Regions from separate parts of the Mus musculus genome. Here all the other regions are linked to region 4. A link is a contact called in public promoter capture Hi-C data. All regions are on one chromosome and are shown on one strand. The core of a region is the stretch at or near the end of the contact, and the rest is flanking DNA. Distances in the headings are between cores, read along the strand shown. Region 1 holds the start of Klhdc2 (kelch domain containing 2). Region 2 holds the start of Rpl36al (ribosomal protein L36A-like). Region 3 holds the start of L2hgdh (L-2-hydroxyglutarate dehydrogenase). Region 4 holds the start of 3110056K07Rik (RIKEN cDNA 3110056K07 gene). Region 5 holds the start of 4930512B01Rik (RIKEN cDNA 4930512B01 gene). Region 6 holds the start of Atl1 (atlastin GTPase 1). Region 7 holds the start of Pole2 (polymerase (DNA directed), epsilon 2 (p59 subunit)).

What was found. Promoter capture Hi-C pulls out the DNA fragments that hold promoters and counts their contacts.
Region 1: a contact with region 4 is called in a promoter capture Hi-C map of pre-B cells, with 8 times the contacts expected there. The contact joins the promoter of Klhdc2 here to the promoter of 3110056K07Rik in region 4. A contact is called at or near these places in 5 of 39 promoter capture datasets (cranial neural crest, erythroid cells, hippocampal neurons and 2 more) and 1 of 115 datasets of contacts at active chromatin or transcription factors (astrocytes).
Region 2: a contact with region 4 is called in a promoter capture Hi-C map of pre-B cells, with 9 times the contacts expected there. The contact joins the promoter of Rpl36al here to the promoter of 3110056K07Rik in region 4. A contact is called at or near these places in 13 of 39 promoter capture datasets (the C10 cell line, the HPC-7 cell line, cranial neural crest and 8 more), 5 of 115 datasets of contacts at active chromatin or transcription factors (bone marrow-derived macrophages, embryonic stem cells, large pre-B cells and 2 more) and 3 of 9 other capture datasets (adipose tissue, liver and macrophages).
Region 3: a contact with region 4 is called in a promoter capture Hi-C map of pre-B cells, with 6 times the contacts expected there. The contact joins the promoter of L2hgdh here to the promoter of 3110056K07Rik in region 4. A contact is called at or near these places in 6 of 39 promoter capture datasets (the 3T3-L1 cell line, 3T3-L1-derived adipocytes, hematopoietic stem and progenitor cells and 2 more) and 1 of 115 datasets of contacts at active chromatin or transcription factors (large pre-B cells).
Region 5: a contact with region 4 is called in a promoter capture Hi-C map of hippocampal neurons, with 7 times the contacts expected there. The contact joins the promoter of 4930512B01Rik here to the promoter of 3110056K07Rik in region 4. A contact is called at or near these places in 2 of 39 promoter capture datasets (hippocampal neurons and liver).
Region 6: a promoter capture Hi-C map of fetal liver shows a contact between it and region 4, with 3 times the contacts expected there. The contact joins the promoter of Atl1 here to the promoter of 3110056K07Rik in region 4. A contact is called at or near these places in 5 of 39 promoter capture datasets (fetal liver, hippocampal neurons, liver and 1 more).
Region 7: a promoter capture Hi-C map of pre-B cells shows a contact between it and region 4, with 5 times the contacts expected there. The contact joins the promoter of Pole2 here to the promoter of 3110056K07Rik in region 4. A contact is called at or near these places in 2 of 39 promoter capture datasets (frontonasal cranial neural crest and pre-B cells) and 1 of 115 datasets of contacts at active chromatin or transcription factors (astrocytes).

Annotation. Positions count from the first base shown.
Region 1 is chr12:69,295,044-69,298,783 of GRCm38.p6, reverse strand. Klhdc2 (kelch domain containing 2) reads right to left here and starts at 2,103. Exons shown (of 13, transcript NM_027117.3): 1 at 1,637-2,103. The coding sequence starts at 1,789.
Region 2 is chr12:69,181,711-69,185,478 of GRCm38.p6, reverse strand. It overlaps Rpl36al (ribosomal protein L36A-like), which reads left to right and starts at 1,412. Exons shown (of 2, transcript NM_025589.4): 1 at 1,412-1,496; 2 at 2,314-2,745. The coding sequence starts at 2,343. The coding sequence ends at 2,663. It overlaps Mgat2 (mannoside acetylglucosaminyltransferase 2), which reads right to left and starts at 1,321. Exons shown (of 1, transcript NM_146035.2): 1 at 1-1,321. The coding sequence starts at 825.
Region 3 is chr12:69,722,965-69,726,594 of GRCm38.p6, reverse strand. It overlaps L2hgdh (L-2-hydroxyglutarate dehydrogenase), which reads left to right and starts at 1,721. Exons shown (of 10, transcript NM_145443.2): 1 at 1,721-1,941. The coding sequence starts at 1,799. Dmac2l (distal membrane arm assembly complex 2 like) reads right to left here and starts at 1,650. Exons shown (of 5, transcript NM_026536.2): 1 at 1,581-1,650.
Region 4 is chr12:71,013,608-71,017,259 of GRCm38.p6, reverse strand. It overlaps 3110056K07Rik (RIKEN cDNA 3110056K07 gene), which reads left to right and starts at 1,437. Exons shown (of 4, transcript NR_045055.1): 1 at 1,437-1,753; 2 at 2,753-2,804. It overlaps Arid4a (AT rich interactive domain 4A (RBP1-like)), which reads right to left and starts at 1,293. Exons shown (of 24, transcript NM_001081195.1): 1 at 1,099-1,293; 2 at 112-169. The coding sequence starts at 117.
Region 5 is chr12:69,788,797-69,792,570 of GRCm38.p6, reverse strand. It overlaps 4930512B01Rik (RIKEN cDNA 4930512B01 gene), which reads right to left and starts at 2,227. Exons shown (of 8, transcript NR_033573.1): 1 at 2,120-2,227. It overlaps Cdkl1 (cyclin-dependent kinase-like 1 (CDC2-related kinase)), which reads left to right and starts at 1,864. Exons shown (of 10, transcript NM_183294.2): 1 at 1,864-1,928; 2 at 2,307-2,584. The coding sequence starts at 2,417.
Region 6 is chr12:69,891,410-69,895,156 of GRCm38.p6, reverse strand. It overlaps Atl1 (atlastin GTPase 1), which reads right to left and starts at 2,052. Exons shown (of 15, transcript NM_178628.5): 1 at 1,813-2,052. Map4k5 (mitogen-activated protein kinase kinase kinase kinase 5) reads left to right here and starts at 1,994. Exons shown (of 32, transcript NM_201519.2): 1 at 1,994-2,504. The coding sequence starts at 2,397.
Region 7 is chr12:69,226,020-69,229,687 of GRCm38.p6, reverse strand. Pole2 (polymerase (DNA directed), epsilon 2 (p59 subunit)) reads left to right here and starts at 1,498. Exons shown (of 19, transcript NM_011133.2): 1 at 1,498-1,591; 2 at 3,250-3,350. The coding sequence starts at 1,524. It also overlaps a transcript of Klhdc1 not described here.

The DNA.
Region 1 (3,740 bases), core at 854-3,353, 1.7 Mb after region 4:
TCAACACTTGGGTGGTGGGAACAGCCAGATCTGGAAAGAGTCCAAGGCCAAACTCCATGACAGTGGCTCAATGCTAGTGTTCACAAACAGAATTATGAGTAACATACGTTAGACCAAAGTGTGATTGACCAACAGGTCTACCTTCCTCAAAGGACATTTATATTTTGAAAAGGTTTATTGAAGTTGATTAGTTTTGCCGGCATGCCTGTCTGTGCATCCCTGGGGTGCAGTGCCCAGAAAGGCCAAAGGAGGGACATGAGATCCCCTGGGACTGGAATTACAGTTGTGAGTGGCCATGGGGGTGTTAAGAGTCCAACCCAGAAATGTGGCCAATGCTGGTAACCACTGAGTCACCTCTCCACCCCTGGAATTTATGTTTTAATAATAGTCACTACACAGCTGGCATGGGGGCGCACGCCTTTAGTCCCAGCACTGGGGAGGCAGAGGCAGGCAGATTTCTGAGTTCAAGGCCAGCCTGGTCTACAGAGTGAGTTCCAGGACAGCCAGGGCTACACAGAGAAACCCTGTCTCAAAAAACCAAAAATAAATAAATAAATAAATAAATAAATAAATAATAGTCACTACACACCTGCTCTCTACTATAGTCACTACACACCTGCTCTCTAATCTCTAGAATTCTCGACATCGACCTCTAAATACCTGATTCCTGGAAGCCAGGGACAACAGAATGCATTAATTCACGCTGGCAAAATAACTAATGGTTAAACCGACAAGGTATGGGACAGTTGTCTCAAAATGGCCACCTATGATCAGGTCGTCAGTACTATAAGCTATTAGAGTCCTTAAGCAAACCACAGGCGCAGAGAACTGGACTTCCCAAGGGGGGTGGGGGGGCGTCATTTTAACACTAAAATAGTTTTAGGTCAAATGGCTCAAATGAGTGTGCACCACATGAAATCCAAGAACTAGAGTGAGTGTATCATGGAATTCTAAAACCAGTACAGAAGAACCAGTGAGCAGCGGTTTAAGGAGGTAACTGAGCAGTATTCCCCAGCTCGCGGTATAAAACAATGCAAATGACTAAAAAGATACTTGGTCACAAAGTCCAAAGGCCTGCACTCCAATTACATACGCTGCTGGGGATTCACTGGCTATTTTTTCCTTTAAAATCCGCAGTAAGGCCTACTGAGGAGCAATCCTTTCTCAGCTGAGACCAGTTAAGAAAAATGGCCCTGCGTTCAAACAATAGATAGGTGGGGGCATCTGCACAGGTGTTGATGACACCGTTACACCTTCGGGGAGGTTGAGCAAGCGATTCCTGTGGCCTTGGTTCACACAGTGACAATATTGTTGAATATAGTGTCTGTCGGCTAAATGGCCCCAGCTCCGGGCGACCGGGCCCAAAGGTATATGAGTGATTCTCACACACCCTCGCCCCCACCCTTTTCCGTACCTCGGGCCACAGTCACCCGCTACGCGACCCACAATAACAGAACCTCGCTCCGCTCACTCCAAAGACAATGCGTAGGGGGTGCGTGGGATAGGCTGACTCATAAGTTCAAGAGAGCGGTGACAATAGCCCAGGATCCCCGAATCCACCAGGGCAGGGCGGGAAGATGCTCTCCTGAATGAGCAAGAGCCGCGGCGGCGATCGTGCCCACTCCGCCCTACTGACCTTGTAGCCGCCCCAGACGAACATGTGGCGCCCATCGCTGACAGCGACGTGGCCGCTGCGTTCAGCCGGGCAGGCCAGCTCCATGGCCTCGTAGTTCTCGAAGGCCGGGCCCGGCAGATCCTCCGCTCGAGCATCCTCGTTGCCATCAGCCATCTTGAGGCTGCACCGCTGGCCACCGAGACCGCTCCGGCCCCGCAGACGGGAGACAAAGGAAAGCGGAGCGGTGGACCGCGGCGCGCAGCCAGCGCTGACGACCCGCCTGTCCTGCGCTACGCCTCCGCCTCCGGGACGAGCGCTGGGGCGCGCGCCGACAGCGGCTGCGGGTCTCGCGGGGACCGCGCCGCGGCCGGGTCCTGGCTCAGAGCGGGAGAGCGGCCGACGGGGCTCGCACTCGCAGCCCGCCCCGCCTCCGGCCGCCGGGGCCTTGTTTATGCCGCCGCCGGAAGTCGTCCGCAGCGGACACTGTCCCCACGCTCCGGAAGCGCTCTCGCCCCCTGCGCTGCTGAGCCTCCCGTCGTCCGGTCCCACCGCAGTGCTGTCCTACTGCTGTGTAGTCCTCCCAGTCGGGCCCTTGGGCATCTGAGTCCTCCCAACATCCGTCCTCCCGCCTCAGGGTGCTCTGGCCTGGATAGTTCCTAAACCATAACAACCCACCCTTGGGGAAAGAATGCGAATCCCAGACTCACAATCTGGGCTTCTAAGAGGCCAAATGAAAATTACGAATTATTTAAACCCAATTCCTCGCCCATAAAATAAGGCTGGTCTGGAAAACACTTCAGGCTCCTCATTTAAATGGTGGCTCTCCGTGCTGCTCATCTTGTCTTTTTTTTTTTTCTTTCTCCCTCTCTTCGTTTTGGGACTGCTAAATATATACTGAGCAAAATACACACTTAACAAAAACGACCAAAAAAAGCTTTTCTCTTTGAAACTCTCACCAGTTGCTGGAGATGTACTTGCTGAAACACAAGAGTTAAGGGTCTGGGGTTTGAGATTAAAGCGCTGGGATAAAAGGTGTGCTCCACCAGGCAGATTCTGTTTCTTGACCAGATTCATCCAGGTCTCCCTGGGGCAATTTTGCCATGCAAGAGATGTCCAGTGCCCTTGGTGCTGTGCTGAGGGGGGCCTTCCTCACTGCCATTGCAAGAGACAGTCAGAGAGAGAAATGGCCTTCCTGCTGCTGCCCAGGGTGTATACTGTCAAAAAGAGATTGGCAGCGTTTCCACCAGCCACTTCGTGCTGGATGACACTGGAGAAGAAAATCTAGCATCAGTTTCATGTTTGGCGGGTAGAAGACATCTCTCACTGTTGGCCACAACCTCTCACACTGCAAATCTGCTGTAATGTGAATGACCAATTTGCACTAAGCTGAGGTTTGTGGTGAGCAACTGATCGTCCAACAGTGGAAATCACCTTGCCCTAGGGGTCAGGAGCATGCAAGTGGATATTCCTCCACAGATCAGCCTTATTCCAGATGAGCTGCACTTGGACACATTTTACTGCCTCGTGATTATTGTTTGCAAGAAAAATTTGATGGTGTTGTGGGGATAGCCACTAGAGAGGACAGCTCAGACATGAACTTAAGGCAATAGAAAGTCTTTATTAGTTTGGGATCCCAGTGTAGCAACGAGCCTTTCTCAGAGTGAGCTTTTAAGCACAAAACCCATGTTCTGGACGGATACACTTCAGTTAACAAGAACAGTTAGCATCCCAGAGAATCTTGCCACAGAAGCCAGATGAAGGTAATCTACACCACAGAGCCACTGCTGTCCCTTGTCCTCAAGAGACTAGACTTCTGTCACTCCATGAGACTATCAATAGTTACAAATAGTCCTGGGCCATTGTAGAAGGATTTTTATCCAGCAACATGGCTACTCTGATTGGAATACAGACACACCCTTAGCACACACTTTAATCTCAAATGATGAAGGTAAAGTTAGTTTGTAGAAGGAAGCACCCATGTTTGAAAGTGATGTTTAGTTGAATAGCAGACATAGTGGCAGATCAGAGAAAGATTTGATAGAACAGGATGTACCCAACGCTCACAAGGAGAGGAAAGGGGAACTCCTCAAGGGCCAGTGCAGAGAGAGAGAAGAGGCAGCTTTAC
Region 2 (3,768 bases), core at 163-2,662, 1.8 Mb after region 4:
CTGCTTCAGTTTCCACATCTTTTTGAAGACATGGTAAAAGTCTGGGGCTAAGTAGTGGTCCTCTTCCAGGAAGAGTATAAGGCCAGTGTAATCTTGAAGAACTTTGACTCTTTCCCATACAAAATGCAGCTTCCACCACCAATGGTGTTTGGTTTGTGAGAACTTGGCCTCTCTGTAATGGCCGAAGGAGTCAGGGTATTCGGCATTGATGCACCCCAACTTCAGAGCTGCATTCTTCTTTAGGTCTCTGGGGCAATCTCTAGGGTCACTACCCGGAAACTCATTCGGGTACAGCTGAATGCTGAACGGAAAGAACACTTGCAGAACCGGGCAGAAATCCACCCTGGAGATCAGACTGTTGATCTCTGCGGACCAGAAGTCATGGCTAAAGATGACTAGGACTTCCTGAATACCCTGGGCTTTGCGAAGCGAGTCTATCAGCAACCTGAGGTATTCCGGCCTGTTATGCACCTGGACCACCAGCACCAGCTCCCCGGGGCTCCAGGTGCCGTCATTACCGACGTTCCTCAGCATCTGATCGAAGTTCAACTGGTACACCAGGGACCGGTACCGCAGCGTTAGGTTGTCCACCTCCGGCCGCGGGACCGCGGGAACCAGAGGAGCGGCCGATTCGTTTGAGACCCTGCGGATGCCTACGGACACAGCAAGGTGGCCCGCACCCCGTACGGGCTCCGCGTCCAGCAGCGGCGGGCCAAGGGCGTCGCTCTTCCTTTGTCGCCCATTGCTACTCCAGAGGACGAAGCCGCAGGCGGCCACCACGAGCGTCAGGATTAGCACCTTCCGTTTGTAGATGCGGAACCTCATGGTCTCCAGGGCCCGGAGCGCGGGCGCGGAAAAGAAGCTGGCGGCCTCTGCACGGAAGGGGCGGGCGGGCGGCGCCGTCGCCTTGGCCTGCAGCCCTAGGAACTGGCCCCCGCGGCGGCCCTCGCTAACTCATCCCGGGCTCCGGCGTCCTGGGGCCCGAAGGCTCTCAACTGCCTCGCGCCGCCCGGGCTCCGCGCATCCTCTCTGGCAGTTGCAGCTCCGGCAGCCGCCCCGCCGCTACGAGCCGCGGCTCAACGTCGCCTCGGTCCTCTCCATTCAGCACCCGGGGGTCCCGGAAGAAGCCCCGCCGCGGTCGCCGACACCGTGATTCCTTTACCTGCGCTGCCCGTGGCTCTGCGTCCTCTGCGCGCTCATCCTTGCTCGCACGGCGGAACGGCGACACCGAACGCCGCAGCCTCGCCCCGCTCCGGCAGCGACCGCTCTGACAAGCCGCGACTGGCCTGCGAGCGCCCGGGCCCTCCGGCCCACACCCTCCGCCCCGCCCCGCCCCGCCGGGCGCTGATTGGCGCTTCTCAGAAGCCTCCGGAGGAGGCCGCTGCTTATTGGTTCGCATTCCCGTCGCTCAGGTTCAGTTCCGACTTCCGCTCTGTTCGTCCCTTTCCTGTTCGGCGCGTGCGGTTGAGTCGGGGATCGCGGCGGCCGGTCTCTCGGTAAGTCTGGAGCAGAGCGGTAGCTGCTTCCTTGGGGACCGCGGTCGCCTGGAAGCCGGAGCCGACCTAGCTCTTTGAGGCGTCGGAAAGGGGCAGGTGCTGCCCGCCGCGGCTTGAGGTCAGCCCGCGGCTCTCTCGGAAGAGACCGCTCCAGCATGGCGGCTCCCGGGCGGCGAGGCGTGCTGGCTGCTAACGACACGTCAGCCTTCGGGCCCGCTGGAGAGTGACGGTGCTTTAGAGGGGGTGAAGCCAAAACAGACTGACGTGGCTGGGGGGAAGGAACGAGCCCGGTTGTTGCAGAAACGACTATATTTCGTTGTAAGCCATTCGTAGCTAGAAAACGGAGGGAATTGCTGTGGGGTAGTCCGAGCAAAACTTCTCTACCCGGACGCCACTGCGTTGTCCTTGCAGTGAGACCTAAGAAATTGGACGCTGGTTTGGGGAGAACTGTAATGGCCACTCCAAGTGTCAGTTCCTTTGGACGCTAAGGCAGACCTCAACTAGCAATCCTCTGCCTCAGCCTCCCAGGACACACTCCATCAGGTCTGAGTTTTTAACTGTTAATGCCTCGTTTTAGTTTAAAAAAACAAAAAACAGTTTTTCTATAGGCTTGAAGTGGTAAGGATTGAACCCCGGTGTTTAAGCCAGTGCTCATCCACTCAGCTGCGTGTTGGCCTTTTATTCACGTGGGAAATGAGTACTTGGTGGGTTCACAAATTTTCGAACATTACTGTTTTTTTTTTATATGTTCCTACAAATTATACCTGTTTAAAACTTTCGAGTTTGAAGATCTTTAATGTCTGAAACTTTCTTACAGTTCTCATCGCAGACACTTCTACTGCAAACATGGTCAACGTACCAAAAACCCGAAGGACTTTCTGTAAGAAATGTGGCAAGCATCAGCCTCACAAAGTGACCCAGTATAAGAAGGGCAAGGATTCCCTGTATGCCCAAGGAAAGCGGCGCTACGATCGCAAGCAGAGTGGCTACGGTGGGCAGACAAAGCCAATCTTTCGAAAGAAGGCCAAAACCACAAAGAAGATTGTGCTCAGGCTTGAGTGTGTTGAGCCCAACTGCAGATCCAAGAGGATGCTGGCCATTAAGAGATGCAAGCATTTTGAACTGGGAGGCGACAAGAAGAGGAAGGGCCAAGTGATCCAGTTCTAAAACTTGTGTTCTCTGAGAGGAAAATACTGAAGCAGTAGAGAAATGACCTGCTAGAGAATAAAGTTACTGTTAATGATACCAAGCCTTGTGTTTTGATTCTCAGTAGGATTGCATATTTAGGGGGTTTTGTTTTCAAACATAATTTGAGTCTGGGTCTACCTCTGCCTCCTAAATACTAGAAGTACAGAATTGCACCATATCCTATTTCTAAGGTGCTGTGTTGGGTTGAACCCAGTGCTTTCTGCATGCTAGGCAAAGTGTGTACTAAGTGCCCTACAAGAAGTCATACAGATAAGCAGTAGCTACAGAATAATGGGCACAGAACATATGTGATGGTCATAGAATTCATTCCCCAGATCTGCTGACAAAGGTTTCATCCTTCCACTCAGAATGGCTTGGAGACTAACATTAAATTGGTCACTTGATTAGGTATTTTCAATTTATATGAAAATTATTATTTAATAATTGTTCATTATATTTTCAGACTTGTTGATGTTGGCTAATTTACCATGGACAGTGATACATGTTTGGTAACTCATTCAAAAAAATTCCATAAAAGGGAGGAGGGGAATAAAATTTGAATTTAAATGACTCATTGGTGGGTGGGGTAAAGAATAATTAAGACTGGAGAGATGGCTTATTAACCCTGGCTGTCTTTTTTTTTTTTTTTAATCTTACACGTGAATTGACTCTTTGCCTAGAAGTGTACATGTGTGAGGGTATCAGGTCTAGAACTGGCGTTAGTTGTGAGCTGCCACGTGGGTGCTCCAATTAAACCTGGGTCCTCTGGAAGAACAGCCAGTGCTCCTTACCAGATAAGCCATTTCTACAGCCCATGGCTGCTCTTTTTGCAAAACATCCCCAGCATCTACGTGGCTTCCAATTGTCTGTAAGTATAATTACAGGGGATCTAACATGTTTATCTAAAACTCCTATGTAGAAAGTTTACTCCTATGTAAAGATAATTAAGAAAGCAAGCTTTTTCATTGGTGGTACTGCTAGGAGTCAAACTTAGGGTCCTGTATATACTAGGGAAGTCCTGTTACAGACCTATACCATCATTATCTAGTTAAGAAATAAAATTTTGGGGAGACAGGGTTTCTAG
Region 3 (3,630 bases), core at 472-2,971, 1.3 Mb after region 4:
TGTGAGTGGCTATCTGGAGGCATGGACATTTAAAGCTCTCTCTTAGTCTAGTGATTAAGGAAAGGTTGAGCCAGGAAGTCTGCATGGGACTGACCTAGGCACATATGTTATACTTGTGTAGCTTGGTTTTCTTTTTTTTTTTTTTTTGTTTTTTTTTTTTTTAAGATTTATTTATTTATTTATTTATTTATTATATGTAAGTACACTGTAGCTGTCTTCAGACACTCCAGAAGAGGGGAGTCAGATCTCGTTATGGATGGTTGTGAGCCACCATGTGGTTGCTGGGATTTGAACTCAGGACCTTCGGAAGAGCAGTCGGGTGCTCTTACCCACTGAGCCATCTCACCAGCCCGTAGCTTGGTTTTCAAGTGGGATAAGCAGGAGCCCGCCTTTGGGACCCTTTTCTCCTACTGGGCTGCCCTGTCTAGCTTCAAGAGGAGAGAATGTGTCTAGTCTTATGCAACGTCACATACAGTGGCTGGTTGATATCCATAGGAGGCTGCCCCTTTTCCTAAGTGGGTGGGTGGGGGTGGGGTCGATAGTGAGAAGAAGGCTACAGCGCTTTGGATGCCTGCTTTTAAAAATTTGGCAAGAATTTGAGGTTGGGCCAGGACTGGGAAGTAGGCTCAAGATGAACACAGCTGAGGACAGAGTTATTTTGTATTTTGATGGGTCTTGATAAGACTCTGAATACAACTATCATGGCACCTTTGTTTAGGCTTTGTTCCTTAACTCTGTTTATGACTTAGGACTGACCTTATTCTTTGCATGTACTTAGAATTGTATAAAAGCAGACTGACTGGAGGAAAAATAACCTTGCTTCAACCTCAGAACGGGCTAGGGTTATGTTAATAGTACTGTCTAATTGTCTTTTTCTTTTCAATTTTTTCATCCCTCCCTGGAGAACCTGTTGACTGAGCTGGCTTAGTCAGGAAGGCCTGAGAGAAGGAAGGGGAAGCTGGGGCAGAGATGTAAATTAATAAAGAAAAGTTTGGGGCTAGAGAGATGGCTCTATGGTTAAGACTGTTAACTGGTCTTACCTGAGGGCCTAGATTCCCAGCACCCACATGGCAGCTCAGAATTTCCAGTTCCAGGCGATCCTGTACTCCCCTTTCTGGTCTCACAAACTCCTGCACATACCTGTTGCAATAAGCTCGCATAGGCACATATACAAGTCAATAATAGAAACCAAAAAAACAACACTAAATGACGACAGAGACCGAGCCGTCTACTTTCATCCAGCGCCTAGCTCAGCGCCCGATATTTACAAGCTGAGTCAGTGGTTGAATGAACAACCAACCAGGAGCCCCATGAAGGGCCCAGAAACCTGCGGGCAATCAGCAGGGTAGTGACAGGGAGCGGCAGGAGGTGGCTTAGTCCCCAGCTCCCGGGCCACAGCGTCGCCAACCGACCAGGAGGCGTGGCCGAAGGAGAGGCCGCAGGAGCCAGGGGTCACCCCGACATGCCCAGCCTTCTCTGGCGGAACAGCGCCGGCGTCCAGTCAAGCCTGTGCGGGCGGAGGTCCCGGAGAGTGGAACCACCACCCGGTCCCCGCCTTCGCCCTAGCTCCTCTTACTCACGGCGTGCTGCGTCCCTGCGCCTGGCCGGCCCTTCGCCCTCGGTCTTTTCCTTCCACGGCGCTCGCTCATTGGCCAGCGGAGACCACGCCCACGTCAGGCAAACGCGCGTGTTTCATTGGCTCTCGTCTGGGGGCGGGGCTGGAGAGCGGCGCGCTTCACCCTTAGAGTCCGTTCAGGTTGCGGGTGCTGGGGTGGAGGGAGGGGAGGTGGCGCAGGCCATGTGGCCGACCCTGCGCTACGTAGGCGGTGTCTGCGGACTGGCCCGGTACTGCGTGGCTGGGGGCTTCCTCCGCGCAAGTGGACCGGCGTCCGGGGTGCCCGGGCTACTGTGCGGGGGTGGCCGCAGAAGCTCCAGCACCAGGTAAGTGAGAGGCGGCGGCCTGCACTTGCTGTTCCGCTCAGGGATCTCCAACTGAACCTGTCTGTGTCCCCCGACTCGATGTCTCTGTCCCCGGCGAGGAAGTCCTGATTCTGTGGTCCAGCCTCGAATCCCAGGAGCTGCTGACCCGCAGGGTTCGTCCACTGCGTTTGTGCGCCATAGGAAAGGCAGTGTTGAGTTGAGGTCCGGAGCTAATCTGGCTCCGAATACACAACTCCTCTCCATTTCTTAACCACTCTAAAGGGTGACTGGTGACTAGGATCCTAGTCTGGCCCCTAGGTGGTCACTTTGAAGATTAAAAGACCTAGCACACTGCCAATAAGTATGCAGCTTCTTAACTATCATCCCCTGTGTTGCTTGGAAAATCCAGAACTTGGCTTCTGTGGGTCAGTTCCTTGCACACACTAGAGTTGTCCTCACTAGAAGCAACTCAGTTGCCTACTGTGAGCTGCCTAGGAAAGCTGGCAAATACAGTGTTCGGTGTGAAAGCTTTAAGGGCGGGGTGGAGGGGTGGGGGTGGGGGAGCTTTTGATTGTTTGAGACAAGGTAGACCATGCGAATGGATTTAGTGGCAGACCGAGGTGTGGCACGACCCTGGAGAGGGGCAGTGTTTTTGTTTAAGACGCGTTTAAAGCATGTTAAACGGTACTGGTTTGTTTTCCTTTGGCTGTCCTATGACTCCGGTGTAGATCAGGCTGGCCTCTAATGCCTCAAGCTATCAACCTGCCACTCCTTTCCTAGTGCAGGAATTAAAGGCACGTGCCACCCAACCTGCGCCACCTTAACTTTTGAGACTGGATCTCTCCCAATTTCTCTCCCTCTCCCTGTCCCCCTCCCTTTTTCCCTCCCCCTCCGTGTGTGTGTGTGTGTGTGTGTGTGTGTGTGTGTGTTTCTATCTGTCACTTGCTTTTTCCACATGGGGTCTCTCTTTGTATCCTGGCTATCTTGTTGACCAGGCTGTCCTTGAACTCAGAGATCTTCAGTGTCTGCAGGGATTAAAGGTGTTTGCCTCCACTGCCTCGGGGCAGGAGAGGGATGGGGTGGGGGATAGGGTCTCTTGAGGTGATTGGTTGGTTGCTCAGTAAGCACGAGGGATCTGCCTGTCTCCCTGCCCCTGATCCCAAGGTTACATGGGTTGAACAAGGAATGCCCTTACATAAAGGTGCTTTGGGTACAAACTCAAGTCCTCACTTGTATGGCAAGCACTTTGCCAATTAACCATTTTCTTATCCCAGTTTTTAAAATACTGATTATTTTGAAACAATTGTAGACCTATAGAAAGTTGCAAAAATTATAGAATGGTTTTATGTCACCTTCCTCCTGTCCCACCATTTGCCTTGGTGTTAATGTTGATACAATGCACACATTCAGGTTTTACCAAATTTATGTGCATTCTGTGTTCTGTGTATAGCTCTATACAGTTTAATCATATTTTGTGTAATCTCAGTTTGGGCATAGAAATGCTCTATTGTGGGCCTGGACACGGGTGCCCTCTAAGGTGTCAGGGCCCGGTTATTAGTGAGCTTTTGAGGATCACCAAAGACGAGCCCTGACAGCTGCCCACAGCTCTGCCAGACACTGGGCTATAGCAGCTGCCCTGGTAGCAACATGAATGAACAGTATCTGCCAAGTGCTGGCTTTCTAATAGTCAGCAGTGATACCAGCCAAAAA
Region 4 (3,652 bases), core at 188-2,687:
TTAGTAAAGAAATCAATTCTAAGTAACAAAAAGCTGCCATTCCACAACTGCAGCCTCCGGACTGGCAGCGTCCGGGGCACAAGGCTAAGAAGAAGAGTTGGCTCCACTTACCTTCATCTTGACTGGTGACCTGTGGGGTTCCAGCTTCCTCGAGTTCTCTTCCCGGGCGCTAGAGCCAAAGCAGGGAAAAGAGAGGCAGAGGATCAGTCCAAGGCGGGGTGAGACCCGGAAAGAAAGTAAACAAATGCAGGCGGGGAGGGGCCGAGCTCCGCGGCCCCCGGGACAGACCCCCGTCGGGCAGCCAAAGCCTGGCGGGCAGTGAGCCCCACGCGCGCCAAAGGGCAGCGCGTCCCGCCCCTGCCCGGCCGGCCGGCCCACCGCGCCCCCGCCTCGTCGGCCACTCGCAGCCCCCTGCGCCCCGGCCTCCCGGGTCCGCGCCCCGCCGGGCCCCGACTCTAGCGCGCGCCCCGCCTCCGCCGCTCGGCCCCCTTGGCCCGCCCCGGCCCGGCCCGCGGCGGCGGCAACGGAGTGTCACGGCGCCATTGCTCTCCTGCCTCCGCTCTGCACCATGTCAGGAAGGAGAAGCGCTCCTTCACCCGGGGGGCAGGGGCGGCGGCCTGCGGCGGCGGCCGGCGCGGGGGGACCCGGCGGGGGAGGCGCGGGGCGGGGAGGCGGCAGGACAGGGTGTGGGAGGGGAGCGAGCCGCACCGCCGCAGCGGCCGTCTCCTCCCGCGCCCGCCTCAACTTTTTGTACAGCCCGGAGAGGCGCGGGCACCCCGATCTCCGCGGTCCAGCAGCGGGTCCTCGCCAAAGAAGCACAGCAGAGTTGGGGGCCGGTTCTCCCGGCAGCCCGCTCCTCCAAAGCAAACTTAGCGGCGCGGCCAGCCCCACAGCCATTTTCCCGGGGAGGCGGCGGAGGCGGTCGTGCCCGCAGTTGCCGCCGCGACTCCAGGACCCGATCGCTGCCCGGCGCCCCGGGCACAGCCCGCCCTGCATCCCCCTCTCAGCCTGCGGAGCTCCCAACTGCACCGGGACCCCATCGCGGCAGCAGCTGCTCCCGCCGCTTTGCCCATTCAGCGGCCCCCGCTGACTACCTACCTACTGCGGGTGCAGAGCGCTGTCAGCTCTCCAGTCTGCCGCCCCACTGATCGCCGTGGGTCCCCGTCCGGGCAGCACCGCTCCCGGCCGCAGCGGCAGTTCCTGCGCCGGGTTCCCCCACTCGCCCCGATTTACTGCCACAATCCACCAAATAACAAGCTGTTGAGCAGACTCGCTTCTACACGAACTCCTATTGGCTGCTCATGACGCCGAATAGCTTCGGATTGGAGCTCGCTGTCTGCCTTTCTCATTGGATGTAGCTGGGAAACTTCCATGATTGGTGCGGAAAACAGCAGGTAGGATAGCTTCCACTTCTGATTGGCTGTATCCGAACACGCACGTTATTGGAGGATAGAGGATTGAGTAAGAGAGCCCAAAAATTTGATTGGAGGAGCCGACTCCGGATGTGCTTGACTGAACACTGATTGGAGAACAAGGGGTCAGGAAGAGCAGTTCCGCACGAGGATTGGGCGGTGGCGTGTCCCATGGAAACGGAATCCAGAACTGCAGCCAGGGTTTTTCACGGGGGCGGAGCCGGCTCTTCCCCAGGCGCCTGCGCCTAACCGGTTCCCCGGCGCCATTTTGTCCCGGCAGCAGCAGCCCGCAGCTCTATCCCATTTTCTGTGTCTGGAGGGAAGGACGCGGACTCTCTCGGGTAGGTTTATTTCAGTGTGGCACCGGCTTACCCTTCCCTCCAGGACAACGCCTAGCGAAGGGTGGAGGAGTCACGGAGTCGTCCGAGAGGTCTGTCGGAGGCTCCCGGTGTCGGGTGGCCTCGGGGGTGGCGCAGCGCTGGGAGCACCGGAAGCGAGGGCGGCCATGGGAGCCGCTGTCCGCCGGCGGCGGAGCGTGGCTGGGGGGGCGTGGAGGAAGGGGGCGAGGTCGGGGGCGCACGTGTAGGTGAGTAAGCGGCCCTTTGCGCCCCTTCACTCGGGATGGCGGGATTTTACTGACACCCCCCCCCCTTCCTCCCGGCATAGCTCTGTCTCCCTTTGACATTGCATTTCGGAAGCTGGGTTGCGGTCTGCAGACACCAGGGGCCCAAGGTGGCAGCCACCTTGGTAAAAGACGGAGGAGGTGTGGTTTCTAGAAACGTCTTGCGTGGGGAAGAAGAGTTATTTCCTCCAACTGTGAAGCTTGGAGGAAACGTGGAAGCCCCGGCTTTCGGAATGCTGAGGAATGTGCCTGCCAGGACAGACGCTGCTGCCACTATGACCTTAGACAAGCGACTCTTGTCACTGCATGAGGCGAATACTATACTATTTTTTCGAAGAAAGTATTAATGCTTCAGGAAGGAACGACAGTTTCTTAGATGAAAGGGTTTTCTGGACCAGATAGACATGGATTCTGTCGTCAGCACATTGTCTTGTTAAATGACACAAAACTTAACAATTGGGCAACAGCTTATGCCCTAAATTAAAATGTGAAATGTTAACCCCAGTAAATTGCACAGTTGAGTACGTCTGAACTAACGCCATATCAACTAGTTAATATTTGTTGTTTTTGTTTTTTCAAAATTTGTTAAGATTGTGAAGTGTATTTTGGTAGTTTTACTAAGTCATGTCTATCTTTTTAAAATCTGCTTAGTTTTGGTGATGCACAAAACTAGAAAATGGTTGAGTAAACAGTTGAGGATTTTTGTTTGTTTTTCTAGAGTTGTGCTGAAGACAACAGACACCTCCATGACAACCCAAAGTATCACAGAGGTGAGTCCTGTGTCTTTTGAAATCTTGTGACTTGGGACAGGTGTGTGCTGAGATTTTCTGTAGACTAGAGCCAAATACTAGGCTACGTGACTGGTTGTTGAAGATGTTTTGTTAGTTCAAGCTTTCAAATGAGTCGGTTTAATTAGCTTCCTGATGTTATACCCTAGAGAAAGCCACAGATAAAAAGCATCCCTAATATTCAAGCTCACCCATTCTGGGCTCCTCCTTTCTGGACTCTGGTTTTTGGAGACAGGATTTTGGTAGTCCAAGCTCATGACCTTGAACTGCCGTCCCTGCTTCAGCTCCACAGCACACCATGCCCACCCAGCTTTGATTCTTAGACTTTTTAACACTCAGTGTCTTAAGTCAGAATCTTAACATTTTCTTGATTTTGTTCACCACTCTGATTTAAAAGTCTCTTGAGAAAGGTCTGATTAGTGAGTATTTAGGCAGGAAGAATTTTGGCTTTCTGTTGTAGTTTTATTTTTTAAGAAAATTAGCCAGGCAGTAGTGGCGCACACCTTTAATTCTAGCACTTGGGAAGCAAAGGCAGGTAAATTTTTGAGTTTGAGGCCAGCCTGATCTATAGAGTGAGTTCCAGAACAGCCAGGGCTACACAGAGAAACCCTATCTGGAAAAAAACAAAAACCAAAAAAAAAAAAAAAAGAAAGAAAGAAAGAAAAAAGAAAATTATATGTATACTGCTGATTCTCCCTGGTGGTAATCGCCCACATATCATTCCACTATCAAGTTTTATATATATGCCAGTGTGCATTTGAAAAGTAATGAAAAATAAAAATCTCTTACAGTCTCTCCACCAAAATAGATAATAAAGTTTATTCTGTGTT
Region 5 (3,774 bases), core at 978-3,477, 1.2 Mb after region 4:
GCCATCACACAGAAGAACCTACCCAGTGAAAAGAGAAAGTGATAAAGAAAAATCAAAATGTCCCTACTTGGTGGTCCCTATAAACAACTCTCTTAAAAGGTGAAGGAGAACATTGTCAGAGACAGGAACAATAACAGCAATCCTGTCTCCCACTGGGGGCACCTACCTGGCGAGCACAGGGTCCTGAGCTCCACCCAAGTATGGAAATTAGTAATAAGATCGCCATCTTGTACTTAATTCAATCAACTAGAGGGGTTTTGTTTGTTTGTTTGTTTGTCCTTCTGCCTTTTGCCATGTCCCAAGTGAGAACTGCAGCCCACTGGGGAAGAGAGAGGTGTTGGCGCCAAAAAATTTCCATAAGTCTCTTAGAATCCTGAAGCGAGAACACATCTATAGGGAAGGTTAAAAGTCAAATTCATATTAAAACCATTAGAAGCCATTAACCATCTATTTTAATAGCTAAATCCGCTGGTGAGATGGCTCAGCAGTTAAGAGAGCTGACTGCTCTTCCATAGGTCCTGAGTTCAAATCCCAGCAACCACATGGTAGCTCACAACCATCCGTAATGAGACCTGACGCCCTCTTCTGGAGTGTCTGAAGACAGCTACAGTGTACTTACATGTAATAATAGATAAATAAATATTTTTAAAAAATAGTTAAAGCCAAAAGGACCGCAAGGATGCCGGGCACTGGGGACATTGCAGGTGGGAAGGTAAAATGGAAAAGATAAGCTCAATGTGCAGAGGTCTCCCGCTAAGGATTTCCCCAAGAAAAATGAAGACCTGGCTTCACAGAAAGCACCATGCACGGCGTCTATAGCGGCTTCATGTATAATCACCCCACACTGGAAACAATCCAAATATCCTTCAACCAGGATTGAATAAACAAATAAATACCAGTCAGTACGTTCATACAACAGAACGCTACCCGGCAATAAACAGGAAGACACTGCTGCTAAATGCAAGATGTGTGTGGCTCTCAGATGTATTCTGTGAAGTGAGAATCTGACTCAATAAAAGCTGTGCACTGTATGTTTCCATGTACGCGATATTCTGGGCAAGGCAAAGCTATCGAGAAGACAAAAGTCAAAAAGAGTAGGCATTCACATTTGCACATGATTTCTGGGGAGGGTCCCAGACCACCACGAGTCTATTCTAGTAACTCATTATACCTCTACCCTTTGCCAGGCAGCCGTCACGCTCGGTATGCCCAGACCCAGCTTCCTCTTGAGCTCTGTGTACATTTGCATCGCACGTTCCTTGCCCCGGGTTGGCCAGGTTTCACATCGTGCGTTTTCTCTGCTGTAGCCCTGCCGCCAGCACACAAGCACCTCGGCGCCTAGCATAGGGGATGGAAGGGCTGACAAAATGTAGAGGCTGTCTGTGCGATCCTTATTTCAAGATTTCCTGCATCCATCAACTGCCACTGTCACTGTACTGAAACAGGTTCAATAAGAAGGTGATTGGGGAAAGAGTCAAGGCAATCAAAGCAGGCTCTGCACCGCCAAGACCCCACTACATGGGAGGGAAGGCCATCCTGCCTCCCTCTATTGCCTCACTCTCTCTCATTCATTTTTCGAAGCTGCAGCACCGAGCAATTGCTGTCCTCCGGGGTTCACAGGCGAGGAACGGACACCAAGGAGTGGACGTAATAAGGTATGGACCTGGTCACCCTAGCCCGAGCAGGCTGCTAGGACAGCCTGGGAGCAGGCGTTCTCCCTGCAAACTCTCCATGCTGTGATTTCCACGATTTAAACCCTCTGGACCTGCAGCGCGGGGTCAGGGACCCGGCCAAGTGGCTGCGGGTACAGCAGGGCGGAGGGCGGCCCCGCCCAACCGGCGCGGTTCCCATGGGGATCGCAGCAGTCACCCAGCCGAGCTGCAGGCTGCTGTGCTAGAGCTGGGCCGAGAGGCGCCTCAGGAGTCAGGGTGGGAGGTCCCCACAGTCCCTGCAGTTCCCGCAGTCCCCACGGGCCCGGTTGCCCAGCCGGTGTCCTCTTCCGGAGGGAATTGAGACCCGAAACTAGAACCGGGGAAGCCCTTCGCCTTCCTGGTGCTCCAGCCAGCTCAAGTGTCTTAGATCGTATGAACCATAACGTTAAAAAGATAGATTATCTTACAGCTCGGCTCGTTTTTGGATGCTGGCTACATCTTTAGCTCGAGGGAATGAAACAGACAACTGAAATTAGGTCACCCATGGCAGCCACCTGTAGACTCCCAGCCTTGACCGCGATGTCATTGCTGGGTGGGGGTGGAGTCCACACCTGGCTGATCCTTATTCTTTAACTCGCGCCTTGTTTTCTCTAGATCGCGGACGACAGCCCTTACTTGATGAGGCTCGAGAGAGGTCAGTTCATAAACGACCTTTAAAAACTATATGAAAATCCGTTCTCAAGAAGACTTGCTCCTCCTCTGTAATGGAAAAATATGAAAAAATTGGAAAGATTGGAGAAGGCTCCTATGGGGTAGTGTTCAAGTGCAGAAACAGGGACACGGGTCAGATCGTGGCCATCAAGAGGTTTCTGGAAACCGAAGATGACCCTGTCATAAAGAAAATCGCCCTTCGAGAAATCCGCATGCTCAAGGTAGCTAATTTGCTTTTTCTGTGCTAGATAGATGCTCTGGGCTGAGGCTCTGCCCTCTTCCCACACAGCCTTTGTCTTCAATGGCACAAATCAGAGTCTGTGCGCAGAGAACGGATTATGTAAGAGTAAGAAGGTGGACAGGAGAGGTGTGGGGCTCTCTTGGCGTCAACTGCAGACAGTCTTTTCACGGGTCTCTAAGAAGCAGAATTTAAAACAACTCGACTTTGCTAGAGTTTTTGAGTTTTGAGCTTCCAGCTTGTTTTCATTTTGTATTTTTAACCCATTGTCCTGTTTTCTTGGGCTATATATGCATCTGTATATGTGTGTTCATGTGTGCGCGCATAAATGTGTGTGTGTGTGTGTGTGTGTGTGTGTGTGTGTGTGTGGCATTTGGAAGCCAAAGGTTAACACTAGCCATCTTCTTCAACCATTTTCCCCCTTGTATATGGATACAGTGTCTCACTAGGATTGCTAGCCAGTGCTCTCCAGGATCTAGTACTGGGATTGCAGGTGGACAGCTGCCCTCGGGCAGCATTTATTGTGAGTGTTGGAATCTAAGCTTAGGTCCTTGGACAAAGGTGTTCATTACAAGACAAAAGTGTGTTCCCTCTTATTCTGGAAAGAGGCTTCTCTGAATTTCTCAGAGGCAATGCAGCTGCTACTGCAGGATGAGGCAGGCCATGGATGGCTCCCATGGGGAATCAACTGTGCTTCAGAAAGTGTGGCCTCGGTGTTCTGTCCAGACCCTGGCCAAGTGTATGAGTGGATGATGCTCTCAGAAGGGGTGAACTCAAATGTTTGTGCCGGTTCCCAGCTGGGGTCCTCTGCCTACTCTCCTCCACACAGCCAGTGTTGCACTCTGCTCTCGTGAGCCACTGACCATGTCCACTTTCTCAGTAGAAGCTGATAGCTGCCTTACTCTTTATTTAGCATCATCATTGTCAATATTATTACTACTTTGTGGTGTTAAGGATTGAACCCAGAGACTTTATCAAATTAACAAAACCTTCTCTCACCGAGGCACATTCCCAGTCTTCAATGGGTTGATTTACTCAATAATAATAGTAATAATAATAATAATAATAATAGGCTAGAAAGATGGCTCAGTGCATAAATGTGCTCACCACCAAACTGATAGCCTCAATTTGATCCCTTGGTCCTACATGATAGGAGAGAATCGATTCCCCCAA
Region 6 (3,747 bases), core at 803-3,302, 1.1 Mb after region 4:
AGCTGGCTACTCAGGTTTCCACTCTGTGAAGGCTCACAAGGGAAATGTCTCTGAGGTCTTAGCATCAGGAAAAGATACGCCTCTCTTGATCAATTTGTTCATCTTCCTCTCAAAAGCATACAAAGAAAACCCACCCTCAAGTCTTCTTTGTGCTCTCTCTCTCTTGCTCTCTCTCTCTCTCTCTCTCTCTCTCTCTCTTTTGGTTGCATTGTTCTGGTTTCCTGCTTCCCCCCTTTCAAATCTGATGCAGTTTCCTCTCATTTATTTTTATCTTGTGTAAAAATAAGTATTTTGTGTGAGCTGCCTCAAACTCTCTACGGGATAATGCAGGTATAAATAAGAGCAAATACATCTCACACTAGACAAAGGATCAACATCCCCATTTTGACTCTAAACTTGGAAGACTGCTCTCCCCTCACACAACACTGGCCCTCCAGGTTGACTATCCTGCGGCCAGTGTGGTGGAAGGCCTTCAACCCATGAATATCCCACAACGGCCTAGTCACACAGTGGGTAAGGGTGGGTTTGACTACATGACCACCATAAATCCATGACAGTAAACAAGTACTAAGATACCAATAGAACACTTGAAGAGATTTTGAGTCATCGAAGCCAAAAATATGTGCCCACCAAAACAAGTGCCAAGAAGATTTCAAAGAAGGAACTGTTCTTCAACCATTTTTTTTTTCAGTGCAGCACACACACAGGCTTTGTCCCTGGGGCATGTAAGTCTGGGCTTACTTATGTTCCCTAAATAAGTGCTCTTTGTGTGTGGATCACGAGAAAATGCATACAGTCTCTGTTCCGTTAAGGTGTTAATTTAATTTCTTCATTTATTAGCTATAAGAAGTTATTTCTCAAAACAGAATTAGAGTGTGTCTGGAGTCACGTGTCATCTGAAATTTGTTCTGTTGTCGTTTTTTTTTCTAGTTTTTTCAATTTTCTTACATTTTTATTTAATTTTGTGTTTTGCCTGCATGTACAGCTGTGCACCATATGCATATGTGGTGCCTACACAGGCCAGAAGAGGGCGTTGGCCCTCCCTCCCAGCCCACTCTGGATCCCAAGTTGGAGTTAATGAGGAGTGGGCCGCCACGCAGGTGCTGGGAATCAACCTCTGAGCTGCAGCCGGTGCTGCTAACAATTGGGCCATCTTTCCAGTCCTTATCTGGTTTTCCAACTGAAAATCTCTGTAAGACTCTAGAAGTAACTTTACCAGTATACATAAAATTGGCAACTTCATTTCTACCTTAAGAACAAGACTGGAACTCAAATTACAAAAGAGATTGAAACATTAACCAAATCACTTCTCATAACTCCTGCCCAATATTTTGGGCATTGTTAGTTAGGCCTCTTACATTTTAAAGCCTCTTACATTTTACACTCCTCTTTACAATGCTGTAAAAATGGTTTACAAACATTTCTCGGGTGTCAAATGCAAAACCTATCCTCTTCCAGCTACAGATAAGGACACTGGGATGTTGCCACGTATGCCTTGTCCCAGATCACCTACTTTGGAAGCAGAATCAGACAAAGGTCCCTAGCTTTGCTTTAGCATCTCTAAAACTCCTCCCATTAACACTTGCAATATTGCGGTGATGCCCAGAGACCACAGAAACTTCGAAAGGAATTGGGGTTTTCAAAAATGGCTCTGGGAAACCCTGGTGGAAGACAGGTTCTGCAGGTGTGCGGTCCAGCCTCGGAACTGGTACCACCGGGAACAGTGTGTGGAACAGGACGGTGCAGTCGGGTGTGCCGGCATTTAGTTAACCCGGCACTCCCCCACCTCCTGCCCGGGCGGCCTCAGTTTACCTGTACCGAAAGGAAGCAGAAGGCAGCGCTCCGGAGGCCTGCGGACAGACCCTCCTCCTCTAGTCCGCCGGCCACTGGGCGAATCCTGGCCGAGGCTGGGCGGGTCAGACGCCGCACGAACGCCTCCGGCGCCCCGCAAGCAGCTGGGAGGCGGGGCGCGGCGGCGTCCAGGGTGTTGTGCACTCGGCGGGCCTCAGGGCGGCAGTCTGGGCCCGCGGCCTGCGTTCTCGGGCGGGCCAGGCTCGATCCGCGCCGGCCGCGAACGTGTCTCCCGGTGACGCAGCCGCGGGTGGGGAACGTGGTGCGGCGGCGACTGTGCGCACGGCCGTCTCGGAGAAGACGCGGGTCTCCGACGCCGGCGCTCGGCCAAGAACGGACGGCCTCTCGGGTACGGCCGGCGCGGGGCCTGGCGGGACCGACGAGGCCCGGAGGCTGCCGGGGTTGCGCCCCGTGACGCCCCCCGCGCTCGCTCTCGCCGGTGCAGGCGCAGCTGCGAGCCGAGGCTCCATGTTGGGAAGCGCCGCGCGCCCTCGTTAGCGGGAGACGGCTGCGGCGGGCAGAGCCCCGGACTGGGCGCAGCGAAGATGGAGGCCCCGCTGAGGCCTGCCGCCGACATCCTGAGACGGAACCCGCAGCACGACTACGAGCTGGTGCAGAGGGTCGGCAGCGGCACCTACGGGGACGTGTACAAGGTGAGGCCCCGGCCCGGCCTGCGAACGTGGGGCACCCCCGGGATGCGCCGGACCACAGCGTCCGGCCAGGAAGCGGCCCGGAGCCCGCCGCACCGTTCCGAGCACCCTGGGTTCCCCATCGGTTCTAAGGCTAGCGACCGGCAGACTTAACCGCACCTTCCAGACCACGGCTGAGCTTTTTTTGTGGTTTTAAGGCGTATTTATGGTATTGAAGTTATTCCGGAGGATGGTTTGGTGTTGATGTGGGGGGAAAATGCTTCGCGGAAGGCGGTAGATAGGAAAGAGTATTGTAAATCTAGACCTTTGCGTCCTGTACTGGTTTGGGTGAACTTGCCTTGAAAAAAATCTCTGTGGAACCGGACTCTAAATTGTCAACTGTAAGTAATCTGGTTCTGGAGTAAAAGGATTTGTGTGTAAACATGACAGCCTGTAGGAAGATGTCTTTGGGGACCGGTGAGGTGGCTCAGGGTGTTAAAGGCCCTTAGAGCCAAACCTTACTTAGGACCCCAGAACGGTCCCCGGATTCTCTTGGTGGAAGCACGGATCCCCCACACATACACACTCACACACTCCCAGGAAATAAACAAAGTGTAATGAAATTTAAACATATTTAGAGGAAGACCTTTGTCACCTGGCAGAAGTTTAGGCATTTTGTATCTGGTTGATAATAATGAATATAACTTATGGGGTTTTCCTACTAAACTAATTCCTCTCTATGGGATTTATAGCATTCCATAATCATGAGTGGATAATTACTGCTACCCTTTTTACTGGTCTCTTATATTAAGACAAATAATAATAAATTTGTAATCTGCCGTTACACAACAACAAAAAACATGCCATAGCAAAGCAAACCGATTTCTTAAGTCTGCTAAGTTTTTGAAGGGTTCAGAGGAAAACACTGTCCAATATTCCCTCATGGCTTTTGTTCTTTGTCCCAAAGGGGCAGAGTTAGTGCAGTTCCTTATGGGGATTAAGAAAAAGCTTATTTTTGACCTGGGTGTTGGTGGTGCACGCCTTTAATCCCAGCACTCAGGAGGCAGAGGCTGGTGGATTTCTGAGTTCAAGGCCAGCCTGGTCTACAGAGTGAGTGCCAGGACAGCCAGAGCTGCACAGAGAAACCCTGTCTCTAACACCCCCCCCCCCAAATAAAAGCTTATTTTCCTTTTGCAACAGCTTGATATTTTGACCTATGTATGTATCAGTATGTTCCAAACAGCAATCTGCATAGAGCCCTGATGGC
Region 7 (3,668 bases), core at 249-2,748, 1.8 Mb after region 4:
ATAGCAGTGTGCAAGCAGGCATGGGACAGGAGGAGCTGAGGGTTCTACATCTTGTTCTGAAAACAAATAGAAGACTGGCTTCCAGGGAGCTAAAAGGGTCTCATTGCCCACCCACACAGTGACACACTTCCTCCAACAAGGCCATACCTATAGTCCAACAAGGCCACACCTCCTAATAGTGCCCCTTCCTGGGCTAAGCATATTCAAGCCACCACAGCTGCTCCAGCACAACTGCACCACCTGAATCTCTCCAAACAGCGCCACCAACTGGGAACCAAGTGTTTACACACCAGAGCCTACGGGAGACATTTTTATTCAAACCACCACAGCTGGGATCTCTCTTTGTTGTCTAGTTTAACTTTTCAAAAGTTTTGAAATGCAAAATCAAGCAAATATACACATGCATTCTTTTTACTGTTTTCCTTTTCAGAAAGATCTTAAATATACGCCCCAGAGATAATTGCTTATACCGTTGTAGAAATCATTCAAGTTTTTGGCTTATTTGCCTCTCCCACTCCCACTAAGCCTCAGGTATCTTAGGCTTGCTTTGAACTTGCTGTGACATCAAAGATGGCCTTTGCCTCCTGAATCCTTGCACCTCCCCGTTCTGAGGCCTGGGATTATAGATCTGTGGTCTTATGCCCAGAGCTTTCTTGTGTCCTGTAAAGTTGCATGCTTATTTATAAACAGCCAATTGATTATTCATCTCAACAGCACAAGTATATGTGTGTGTGTGCGTTTGTGTGTGTGTGTGTGTGATGGATGGATGGATGGATTTTTATATAAGGTCTCACTGTGATTCACTGACTGGTCTGGAACTCATTCTCTAGAACAAGTTGCCCAGGTGTTTACAGAGATCCCCCTGCCTCTGCCTTCTGAGTTCTTGGATTAAAGGCATGTGCCATCACACTCAGCAAGAGGGAACATTTTAAGATGTGCTCTACTGAGTCTACTTGTAGGACTGAGAATAACGATTCAAGAGCAGCTCCACCGCACTGGCAATTCACCTCATACCAACCATTTATAATCTTGGGTTTGTTACTCCACCAGTAAAAAAAAAAAAAAAGAAGGTATGTCATGAAAAAAGTGGGACTGCTAAATGATGACAGCGGATCGTGGAGAGGCCCTCAACTAAAACTGGTCGGATGGGAGTGATCGAAAACGGTGAAAACACAGTATTTCCTGAGCATGTGTAGAACCGGGAAACAACGGCTCTACAACTCTCATAGCCCTGGAAGGGAAGACTCTGGGTGCAGGAAGCTTGGGTAGAGTCAGAGTAGAAGAGGGTAGCTGAGTGTCCGGGAAGCTGAGTGTTCAGAAAATGCTTTTGGGATAAAGGAAGCTTGTTCCCACTCTGACCACTCCTACTTCACTCCCTAGGCAGGGTCTGAGATTCCCAGAGGCCCTGCAGTTAGTAAGGCCAAAAAAATCCATTTCACCAGCCCAAGAATATAAGGGCGGGACAAGGGGTGTGTCTATTCCAGGAGGGGGCGGGGCGTCGGCGGTGGCGCCAAATCGCGAACATGGCGCCGGAGCGGCTGCGGAGCCGCACGGTCTCAGCTTTCAAGCTGCGGGGCTTGCTGCTCAGGAGGTGAGTCTCGAGGTAACCTGACCCGCCGCAATGCCCTATCTAGAACATTCTGTCATAAGAGGCGATGTCTCTCCGGTGCATTTGAGGCTGCAGAGCCTACCTGGGTTTCCGCGATCCTGGCGCCGGGTGCGAATGTTACTTCCAGGCTGGGCGGAGCTGCGCGCTGACGCCGAACTGAGCGGGGAAGTTGGGGGCGTGCTGGCTTCTGATCAACGGAGGTCCCCGCCTCTGCAGAATGGGAATCATTACAGTGTTACTTCTGGAAGTTACAGAGAGACGTGTCAGAGAAGGAGAGACATGGGTGAATCCATATGCGTGTCTGTTGGCGATTTATATTGTAGAGTATGAGTCTTCCAAACCCGTCTCTGTGTGGAATTTTCATTATTGCCTGGAGAAGTAAAATTTGGATAGATTTTAAACGTGTTTTTAGTTTGGCTTTTTTAGATTTCCTAGTTTACAATTTGCCCCCAAAGGAGGTTTTCCTGGCTGTAGTGTGTCTTTTCAGTCTTTAAAAATGAACATATCCAAGAAATCTCATATTACAATTTACATTTTATAATACACTTTCCGTTTAAGTACCTGCTGAGATCCGTATAGCTTTCTGAGTCAGAGTGTGAATGTTTTGTTTTCGTAACTGTGAACTTTATGAACCTTTTAGCTTTACGTTTTGCCCAGGAGTGTCCAAGGGTCAACCTGGGTCTACCCAGGGAGAAAGTGATGAATTTAATTTGGTTAATTCCTGACATTTGGAGAGAGGATTAATTGAGCAATAGCTTTTCCTTTCCTTTCCCTTAAAATGTACTATTATAAAGCTGTTGGAAGCTCATTAATTGATTCATTGAGATATACACTCAAGTCTTTTAGCCTCAAAGCACCGTGTGTGGAATTAAACGCCATGGGACTTTTCCTGTGGGAAGACAGTGTGTTATCTAGTGCTGTGTAGTAGATTACCCTCTGATTTAGAGACTCAATGGCACTCATGCCTGCATTCACTGTGGGCCAGCTATCCAGCACAACTTTAATCCCAGCACTCTGGAGGCAGAGGCAGGTGAATCTCTGTGAGTTCCAGGACAGCCAGGGCTATGCAGAGAAACTCTGTCTAGAAAATCAAACAAAAACTTAACTCAGAGTTTCGGCTTTGAGTCTCATACACTCCAGTCAGGACAGGGTCATCTCACATGTCCAGTGTACCCATCTCATTTAGATTTTTTTAAAAACGATTTATTTATTATTATATCTAAGTACACTGTAGTTGTCTTCAGACACACCAGAAGAGGGCATCAGATCTCATTGCGGATGGCTGTTAGCCACCATGTGGTTGCTGGGATTTGAACTCAGGACCTTCAGAAGAGCAGTCTGTGCTCTTAGCCACTGAGCCATCTCTCCAGCCCAATTTAGATTTTTTTTAAAAAGGTGTTTTACCAAGACCTGCTGCAGGGGTTTGTTGTTATTTTACCTGTTCACTTATTTTTTTAATGAACTGTTTCAAGCCTTGATACTTTAGAGGGCTACTTGAGGTTTTAGAGGGAGATATGAGTTTTCTGTTATGTTAGCTTTTTATAAAGCTTGAGTTGTATAAGATTTAAGTAAAAGTTTCCCCCTACCCCACCCTCCGCCCCCGAGAAATTCTTGGTCTCATCTTTTCTTTCTGTCACTAGTGAAGCCACCAAGTATCTGACTGAAGCTCTCCAGTCTGTCACTGAATTGGAGCTAGAGGAGAACCTAGGAAAGATCATCGATGCAGTTGAAAAGCAGCCCTGTAAGTAACATTTCCTGATGATGCTTAAATTGTTATAGCTTTGTGTCCTCTGATTTACATTTAAAAGGATACCGAGGCTCCATTATTAGCACAGTGCAGAGTTCCGAGAGTCGCACAGTAGTGTCTTTTCCCAAAGGGTTGGTTCAGTTGGGACCTCAGGATATCCTGGTCCTTGGTTCCCAGGCTCCTGCCTGGACAGGTGGAGTTACCGCCGCATCTTTTCTATACTTAACTGTTGCACTTGATCTTGCCCTTTAAAGAGTTATGTTGCTGTTCTTGTATATGATTACTGTTATTGCTATTGTTATTTTGCATGTG